Linked DNA regions of Zea mays: region 2 is linked to region 1. A link is a contact called in public Hi-C data. All regions are on one chromosome and are shown on one strand. Each heading gives the region's core, a stretch centred on a gene start, on an enhancer-like site or on the middle of the called end of the contact. The rest is flanking DNA. Distances are from core to core; before and after follow the strand shown.

Region 1 (4,130 bases), core at 1,264-3,763:
GACCGTCGCTGAACGTGAACGCGTCCTTGTTGTCACCGTACATCAACGGCATGCTGGCGGTTATGTCGGCAACTCGCTGCACTGCTGGAAGTAGTTTGCTGTTCTCAAAGCGTGCTCCGTTTATAGTTTTCCATGCATCTTCAATCAGGGAGCTTATCTGTGCAAAGGCAACCTCAGCTGTGACGCCATGCTCACTGATGTAGCATTCGACCGAGCTGTCCACGTCGTTTTTGTTCTTTCCACGCTGCGAAAGAACACATCCATTTATTTATTTATTTATTACTGGGCAACAATCCAAAGGACAAGAATACTTAATGGTCTTATTAAAGAATTAATCAGGGACATGTACCAGTCCTACCTTATACGAAGCAAGGTCATTCATGAAGCGTGTGACCTCTGCGAAAGCCTTGACAGCATCCGTGCAACCCATTGCCCACTCAAGTGCCTCCTGGGTTGCTACATCACCTCCCATGCCAACTAGTAACCCAACAGCTGCGAATGGAGCGCCTGAGCACACAGTGGATACCTTTACCTGATCTTCGAATCTTGGCTTGTAACGGCCATGAAACCATTCCGCTTCTTGGAGATAATTACTCGATAATGTTTGAAACTGGAGATGATTTTTTTTAAGAAAAAGTATTAAGTCTTCCTCTTACTTCCAGCGAAACAATCTAAGTATTTCTTTTAAAAAAAAAACAGAGAGGGTGGTGTGCTTGTACCGCTTTTCTGCTAAAAGCGACCCTGCACTTCTCATGTGGTTCCAGCTCGTCCTCAAACTCCTCAAAGATGTTCATCAGCTTGAGGTAGAACTTCTTCAGGTAGTCCGGCAGGAGAGAAACAGCGCTCTCGTCCCATCTGTTAGAAGAGAAATCAAGTGGTTATTACAACTTTGAGCGCAAATATTGTATGAGCAACTGCTTTCTTCAATTCCTAGCACAGATCAATAAGATTGAACTGGAGCACTCCAAACCTCTGTATAGCTTCATCGAACCTTCGACACTCCTCCAGAGTAGCGCGGACGTCGTAGGTGTCGTCCGTCAAGATTATCAGCGCGATCATCTTAGCGAGGATCATCCTCGCCCTCGCGTGTTCTTCCTCGTAGTACGCCGTGTAAGACCACAGGTAGCACTCCACCACGCGGTCCCGCGAGTAGGTCACTCCAGCTTCGTTGTAGAGATCTTTCCACCACCTGGGAGGGATTAGACACAAACAGGAGGTTTGTTATTCTAAAATCTAAGAATGGTGATATTAATTAAGGGTATACGTTCTCTTCTGCAAAACCACTCGTCCCGCCCCTGTTCTGGTTTGGTTTAGCTAGCAGATAAAACCGAGAACACCATTGAGAGACTTGGCAGTTGCCATCTCTCCTTTCATGATGCGGATGCATGGCCAGACACTATATACTGATCATACCTAGAAAGAGCCTTGAGCTCCTTCACGTGGAGACGTTGCAAGAGCTCGAAATCCAGCCGGGCGAACTCCAGAACGGAGGGGTCATGCTCATGCTCATGCGTCGGGTCTCCTCCGTACTCCGAGACATAATGCAGAGTCTCGACTCTTCTGACCGTCCGCGGCAGTGGCAGGTGGAGCGCTCGGCTCACCTGCTGGGCCAGCGGGTACTCAAGGCTACCTCTCATGGACATGGACTCAAGACGCTGCCTGGCGAACAATGCAGCCTCCTCGAGCTCTGCCTCTCCATGGGTGAGAAGGTAAGCCGCGTTGTATAGGCTCAGCAGCCCCCTCGCGTCGTCGTCTGCCACGCCGACGTCAAAGCTCCCGTTTTCGTCTCTGAACCGGTCGAATACCTCTGCGAGATCGAACGACCATATATATATATTAACTATATGCAAGAGCTATGCAATGCAGCGCATGAGCTTGTCTCGTATCGTACTCGTACTACGACGTACCTGGAGACACCCAGAACCCTTGCTGCCGCAGCAGGCGGAACCGAAGGGCGACGTCGTGGAGACAGGCGCCGCCGCTGTTGAGTTCTTCCGCGGCGTGGGCGCTAGTGAGGACGGAGAGGATCTGGGTGCTGAAATGGTGGTCTATGCTTAGATGCTGGAGCGTGTCCACTAGGTTGAGTTGCTCGGCTGTCGTCGTGCAGGCTCCGAATAGCCCAGCTATTTTCTCCTTTAGCTGGCTCATCCTCTCTGCTGTCCACTCCTCCGACTTCTACACAAAACCATAGATAGACAATTATGATGGTGGCATGGTGCAGTGCTGATTGTTCAGACAAGAAAAATGACATGCATGGTCCTGGAATACATAGGTTGTAAGAAAACATATAGATGGCATTTCGTTCGCATGCATCGCTGCTAAGATAGCTGTACTGTAGTATAGGGCATGCATGCCTGCGATGGCTGTGGACTGTAGTCGATGAAGAAGTCACCCCATACAGTCGGATGGAAACCCGACGCCATCTCTGGGACACTAACACTAGCATTGTGAGATGCCATTGTACACGCTCACTTCTTGCTCTGTCTAGGACTCTAGAGCTGCAGTGCAGTACGCTTGTTGTATTAGCTTTTGGGAAGAATGGCAACAGCGCACATATATATAGATAGATGTGAGGAAGACAGAGAGAGATTTGTAGTGTAGTATATATGCATTTGGCTTCTGATGTAGTACATATATACATTCGTTGACAAAATATTATCGTGTGTGTTTGGTGTGGCCCACCGCCTGTACGGAGCAGCCGGCGGCGGCGTGATATATTTGTGGGATAAAGAGAAAAATTTCCCCGCCATATATGACGCTCATGCCCATGCAAACGAACCGTCGAAGAAGAGAAGATGATAGATGAAAGAAGGGTGGGCCGGACAAGAGATGAACGAAGCTGCAGCCCCCCTTCCTTCCCTCCTTCAATTCCTACCGGTGAACGGATCCGGACCACGTGGCCCAATTATATATGTCCACACAGTACTTTAGCCCGTGTTTCTTCAATTTAGTCAGGTGCATGTGCTTGCTTTTTCCTCGAATGTGGGCTTAGTGAGTACTGGCAAAATTAAATATAAATATACTACTGAGTGCTGACAAAACAATATCGCTAAGATCTTGTTTGTTTTATACGTTATTCACATGTGTCTCCAACTGTAGATTTAAGCTGTTTATATATATTCATCGCTAGGATCTCTACTAGTCCAACTTTTTGTAACTTTCAACTAACAAAATAGTAATCATTTTTGGCTTGTTTGAACCCAAACTGAATTATACTGATCTATAGACTATGGATGGCATTATAGTAATTGAGATTGTGGATTATATATAATTATTTACATCATCGTTGGGAACGGTAGATTATTATTGTATAAAGAGGTGGGTTATTGTTAGCCTTGATTACAAATAAGCTATATGATTTTGTTTTTCAAAGAAGTAGGCTGGAGGGTTGCATTGTTATATCCAGCTGGCTAGATTCATTATATTGTTAAAATCAAACACAAGTCCGTACGTGGTGTTTGAAGTTTGAACCACGACCTTCGGGCTTGTTCAGTAAAACGAATACGACTACGTCCAAATAAACTCTTCAGATTATTCTACTTAATATAAATTAAGCTAACACTCAAGATGTCCTATATTCATGGTCAAAGGTCAAATGAATTAATTGTCAATCAATGTGGCTGCACAGGAGGACGTCAACAAGACGTACAGCCAATAAATAACGGCTGCTAAGTGTTTCAGATGTGACAGAAATGGAATCAGCTGTGCCATTAACGTAATTTTTGAAGTCTAAACGGTTTTAAATGAAAAAGTAGTGTCCACTACTCTTTTTAAATACTACAACTTCTATTAGTTCAGAATATTTCTCTATCCGAGATCATTCAAAAATTTAGAAAAAAATTATAGTTTTAAATTATTTATAGAGATGCTAGGTTAACAAAACCTTAACTACAAATAAATCGTTAAGAAAATCATCAGTACAAATCATGTATTTATACTTGCAGTTTTGTTAAGAAAACTAAAACACGTTAGACTTATAATTAGTTTCTACATACATCTTGTCATGCCCTGTCCTTCAAGTAAATAAATGAGGTACCACATATGTGGATTGGGCTACTTGGGCTATTTTTCATATGGTGAGGTGCCCTAGGTACATATCACCAACAATAGCTCCCGAGACTTCCTGTGGT
Region 2 (3,715 bases), core at 1,041-3,540, 140 kb after region 1:
ACTGACCTTTCCCGTGTACAAGTAGCTTGCCTCCATCTGCAGAGTTTGGAACAAACAAACAAGCCACTTTCAGTAGTCATTTCCTGCTTGCGTCGAGGGCCTAATTGCCGAAAGAGTCGCGCAATGCCTACCTCTGCGTCGAGGGCCTTGAAGAACTTGTCCATGTCGAAGATGGGCGTGGCGCATATGGGGCACGAGAACCTACACACACACGCACACAGAGATAAAGCAGCGCCAGCGTCGTTATCCATCCGAATATCCGAGGCAAGACGAAGGCCGCCACACGAAACGGAGGAGGCAAAAGAAAGTGCATGCATGGGCGCTTACTTGTCGTGCTTCAACATCTCGTGGAAGCACTGCAGGTGCATGGTGTGGCCGCAGCGGAGCACCGACGTCTCCCTCAGCGAATCGAACAGGTACTGCCTTGCACCAACAGCAGCAGCAGAGGTCACCAACGGTGAGCTGCGGAGGGCGTGCACAAGGTGCAGACAGTATGCGGCCTCACCTCGTAGCAGATGGGGCAGTTGTTCTTCATCGAGTTCTCGATGCAGCAGTGCCTGTCGCGAAGGGTCGTCGAGTAGCAGGATCCTGCGTGTGCAAACAAAAAAAAAACAACAGGATGATGTATGGCTGGTGATGGGGAGCCAGAACATCCTCGGGTGTGGTGAATATGGCTGGTGATGGATTTGTTTATTTCTTTACCACACTTTTGGCAGTGGAAGAAGTTCTCCTTTCCTCCTACTCTGTTCGAACAAATGCAAATGCACCACAGTTTCTGTCAGCTTTGTTGGATCATCATCAATAGGTAGTAGTAGCTTAGTTAGTTAATCAGAGGGGGGGGTTCCTACTAAAATCGCGATTTGTGCGCGGCGACTCAGATCCTGTAACTCAGTGACCGCAATGGAAGGAAGAAAAGAAAACAAGAAACAAAAAAAGAGGGACAGACACACGCACGCACGCACCTGCAGATGCCGCAATCGTCGCAATGGAACTGCTCCTTGTCAACCTGCACACACGAACAGACAGACAGCAGATGAGCGTCATCTCATTTGTTTTGTTTACGAGCAGAGCCAGCAGCAGATTCAGGTAAATGAAAACAGTCTACGGTCCGCGTCTCACGTCATCGTCCAAGAAGTTGCAGGCTGCGCAGAAGTACTCCCCCATGCAGACGCCGCAGTTGCAGCACACCTGCGCGATCTGTAACAGATGGATGGAGGTAACAATAAGACCAACTCCAGCAGCGCTCCGCATGCGGCTCCGTATCCCTATTTTGCGGAGTCTGGCACACTATTCATCAGTCCAGCAGGCTCCGCATCCGGCTCCGTAAAACGCACGGCCTGTACCTGCACTCCCCATTTCCACACTGTCTCTCTCCTCTCCGCAGCTCTCTGCGGGCGCGCGCGGCTGCTGGCGGGCCCCAGGTGTCATAGACTGCATGCGGAGTGGGATGGGGAGTGTTGCTGGAAACGGAGACGGATACGGAGAGGAGAGAGAATGTGTCGGCCGCGCGTTTTAGGGATACGGAGAGGGAGTCTGCTGGAGTTGGTCTAACAATAAAGACATCCCACTTCGTTCATACAGGGGCAGGGCCATGCTCATGTGATGCAGTGATTACTCACCGGCTGCTCGGTGTCACAGACGAGGCAGATAACCTGGGCGTGGATGGGATGGAAAAGGAGAGAGAGAGAGAGGTCAGTGTCGGTCCAAGAAGAGGCGGAAATAATGGTAAACAAGTGCATACCGATTGGACGTCGTGCCGATCCAGCTCGTGCCCGTCTTTCTGCGCCGGGGCCAACCAATGATCAGGAACAAGATCCAACCAATGATCAGGAAAAAGGAGGAAAGGAAAAGGACGGAAGAAACAGAGCACCAAAGGTCAGCGTTAGGCGCCAGGCGTCAAGAAGAAGAGGAGGAGGGGTGGGGAAAAAAAAGGAGGAGCACGGCACCGTGGACTCGTTGTGGCAATGGCGGCAGTGGAAGACGTCGCCGCAGCAGGGCGCGCGGATCCGGCACCGCCTCCGGTAGTGCTTGCACCTGCGCACAAGGAACGGGGGTTCAGAAAGACCTGAGAAGGGGAGAGAGAGAGAGAGAGAGAGAGAGAGAGAGAGAGTAGCAGCAGCACGGACCCGAAGCCCATCCTGGCGAACCCGCGGCGCGCCTCGGCGTCGTGCTCCATGGACGGCGGACGGCGGCGCTCGCTGTCCCGAGGCGAGGAGGGAGGGAGGGAGCGCCGGGATTGAGATCTGAGGAGGGCTGGCTGGGGGCGGAGAGGGGCTTGTGCTGCCGCGGCGTGGTGGCGGGGTAGGAGTAGGACATTATTTTATATACTACCGGCCTAGTGCCTGCCTAGTGGTGCTTTAAAGGGACTGGCTGCCTGCCCGAAAACGGCAAGAATCGGAAATGGGCGTCGTGGATTGGGTCGGTCGCCCTGGCCCGGGCCCCTGCACTTCTCTTCTGGGCGCAGTGAGTGACCCTACTAGTACGTAATGGTATGGTATCTGTATCTGGGGTTGTTGTTGGCCGCCCTGGCAACGAGGCTTCTTGAATGCCATGGGGAGGCGAGGCTCAGAGCTAGGTAACCGACCATGGCAGTCGCAGAGATATTCACAATCTAGAAAGAACCATATCAGGTGAGCAGGAGCCATCCGCAGTCAGCGTTAGAACGGCGACCTCGCAAGCGGCTGCGGCTGCGGCTTCACCTGCTGCCTGCTGGAAGCCTCCGTCGATCTCCGTGCTATATCTATCATCCGGTCGGTTCGGCACTCCATCGCATCACACAAACCTATACGTATATATTCTATAAAGTAAACACTACAGGTGGTTCCGATCCCAGACCAACCGACGCGACTTGTTTTTGCCTTGTGTGCTGGTGCCCAAAGCCCACTCGCCTGACCTTTCCGTGTATCCCCGGGCTTGGCTGGGAAGTGATCAGATCAGGTGAGGACTCTCAGCATCGGTGGAGTGTAGATAAAGTAATGATCAGGATAAGGTGTGCTACATCTCCATGCAAGTTGATGTTGCTTCGGGGCCCCGCCTGCCGCCTGCGTGTGTTGCATGCATTCATTAACTTGATGCACGCTGCTACCGGTGGTACCCTTGACGTCACTTGTCCACTTCCCCTCACCAAGAGGATAAATTAATTTCTAAGCTATTTTTAAGTCAAAAGAAATCAGATTATATTTGATACAGACTAAGCACATCATGATGAGAATGTAGTTTATAATGTACTAATGGTGTTAATTTGATGTCATAAGCTTTGATATTATTTTTCTATACGAATTTGTTTTATAAATTTAAAACAACTTTAGAAAAAAAATTTGGAGAAAAGGGACGCAGGGCGTGTGACCTAACATCTGCGCTCACTTTTAGGCCACAGACAACTAGGAGCTTACCGCTGAAAACTTGGGCTTTCTTGATGACCCACCCACCTTGTCGTTCTATCCTCTCCCCCCACGAGGCCAAGATCCACACCGATACGCCATGTAACTTGAGATCCTCTTTATTGCGGCGTCGTCTTTCGTTACCTTTGCAGCTCCATTAAACTGTACCACGAGACTTTACCATTCGAATAAACATACGGAGTTCGCGATTCCTCAAGTAATGCTGATGTTCCGTAACAAACAGTGATGCTCTCGTACAATACAAGTCTTCAAAGACATTTCCAACAGTAACTTACATACAGGCTACAAATGTTTATCTGGCTCCGTGCACTCCT

What was found. A called contact is a pair of places that touch in the nucleus more often than the background predicts.
Region 2: a contact with region 1 is called in a Hi-C map of leaf, with 8 times the contacts expected there. The contact joins the promoter of LOC100272854 here to the promoter of LOC100273678 in region 1. A contact is called at or near these places in 4 of 25 Hi-C or Micro-C datasets (ear, endosperm, leaf and 1 more).

The regions. Positions count from the first base shown.
Region 1 is chr1:59,571,824-59,575,953 of Zm-B73-REFERENCE-NAM-5.0, forward strand. LOC100273678 reads right to left here and starts at 2,514. Exons shown (of 7, transcript NM_001148090.1): 1 at 2,355-2,514; 2 at 1,908-2,175; 3 at 1,414-1,807; 4 at 992-1,189; 5 at 720-855; 6 at 359-610; 7 at 1-244. The coding sequence starts at 2,459. LOC100217227 reads left to right here. Exons shown (of 9, transcript NM_001143583.1): 9 at 1-131.
Region 2 is chr1:59,707,847-59,711,561 of Zm-B73-REFERENCE-NAM-5.0, forward strand. LOC100272854 (putative RING zinc finger domain superfamily protein) reads right to left here and starts at 2,291. Exons shown (of 11, transcript NM_001401435.1): 1 at 2,127-2,291; 2 at 1,947-2,034; 3 at 1,742-1,780; 4 at 1,620-1,652; 5 at 1,120-1,197; 6 at 963-1,006; 7 at 506-743; 8 at 328-423; 9 at 132-201; 10 at 7-36. The coding sequence starts at 2,176. It also overlaps a transcript of LOC103634826 not described here.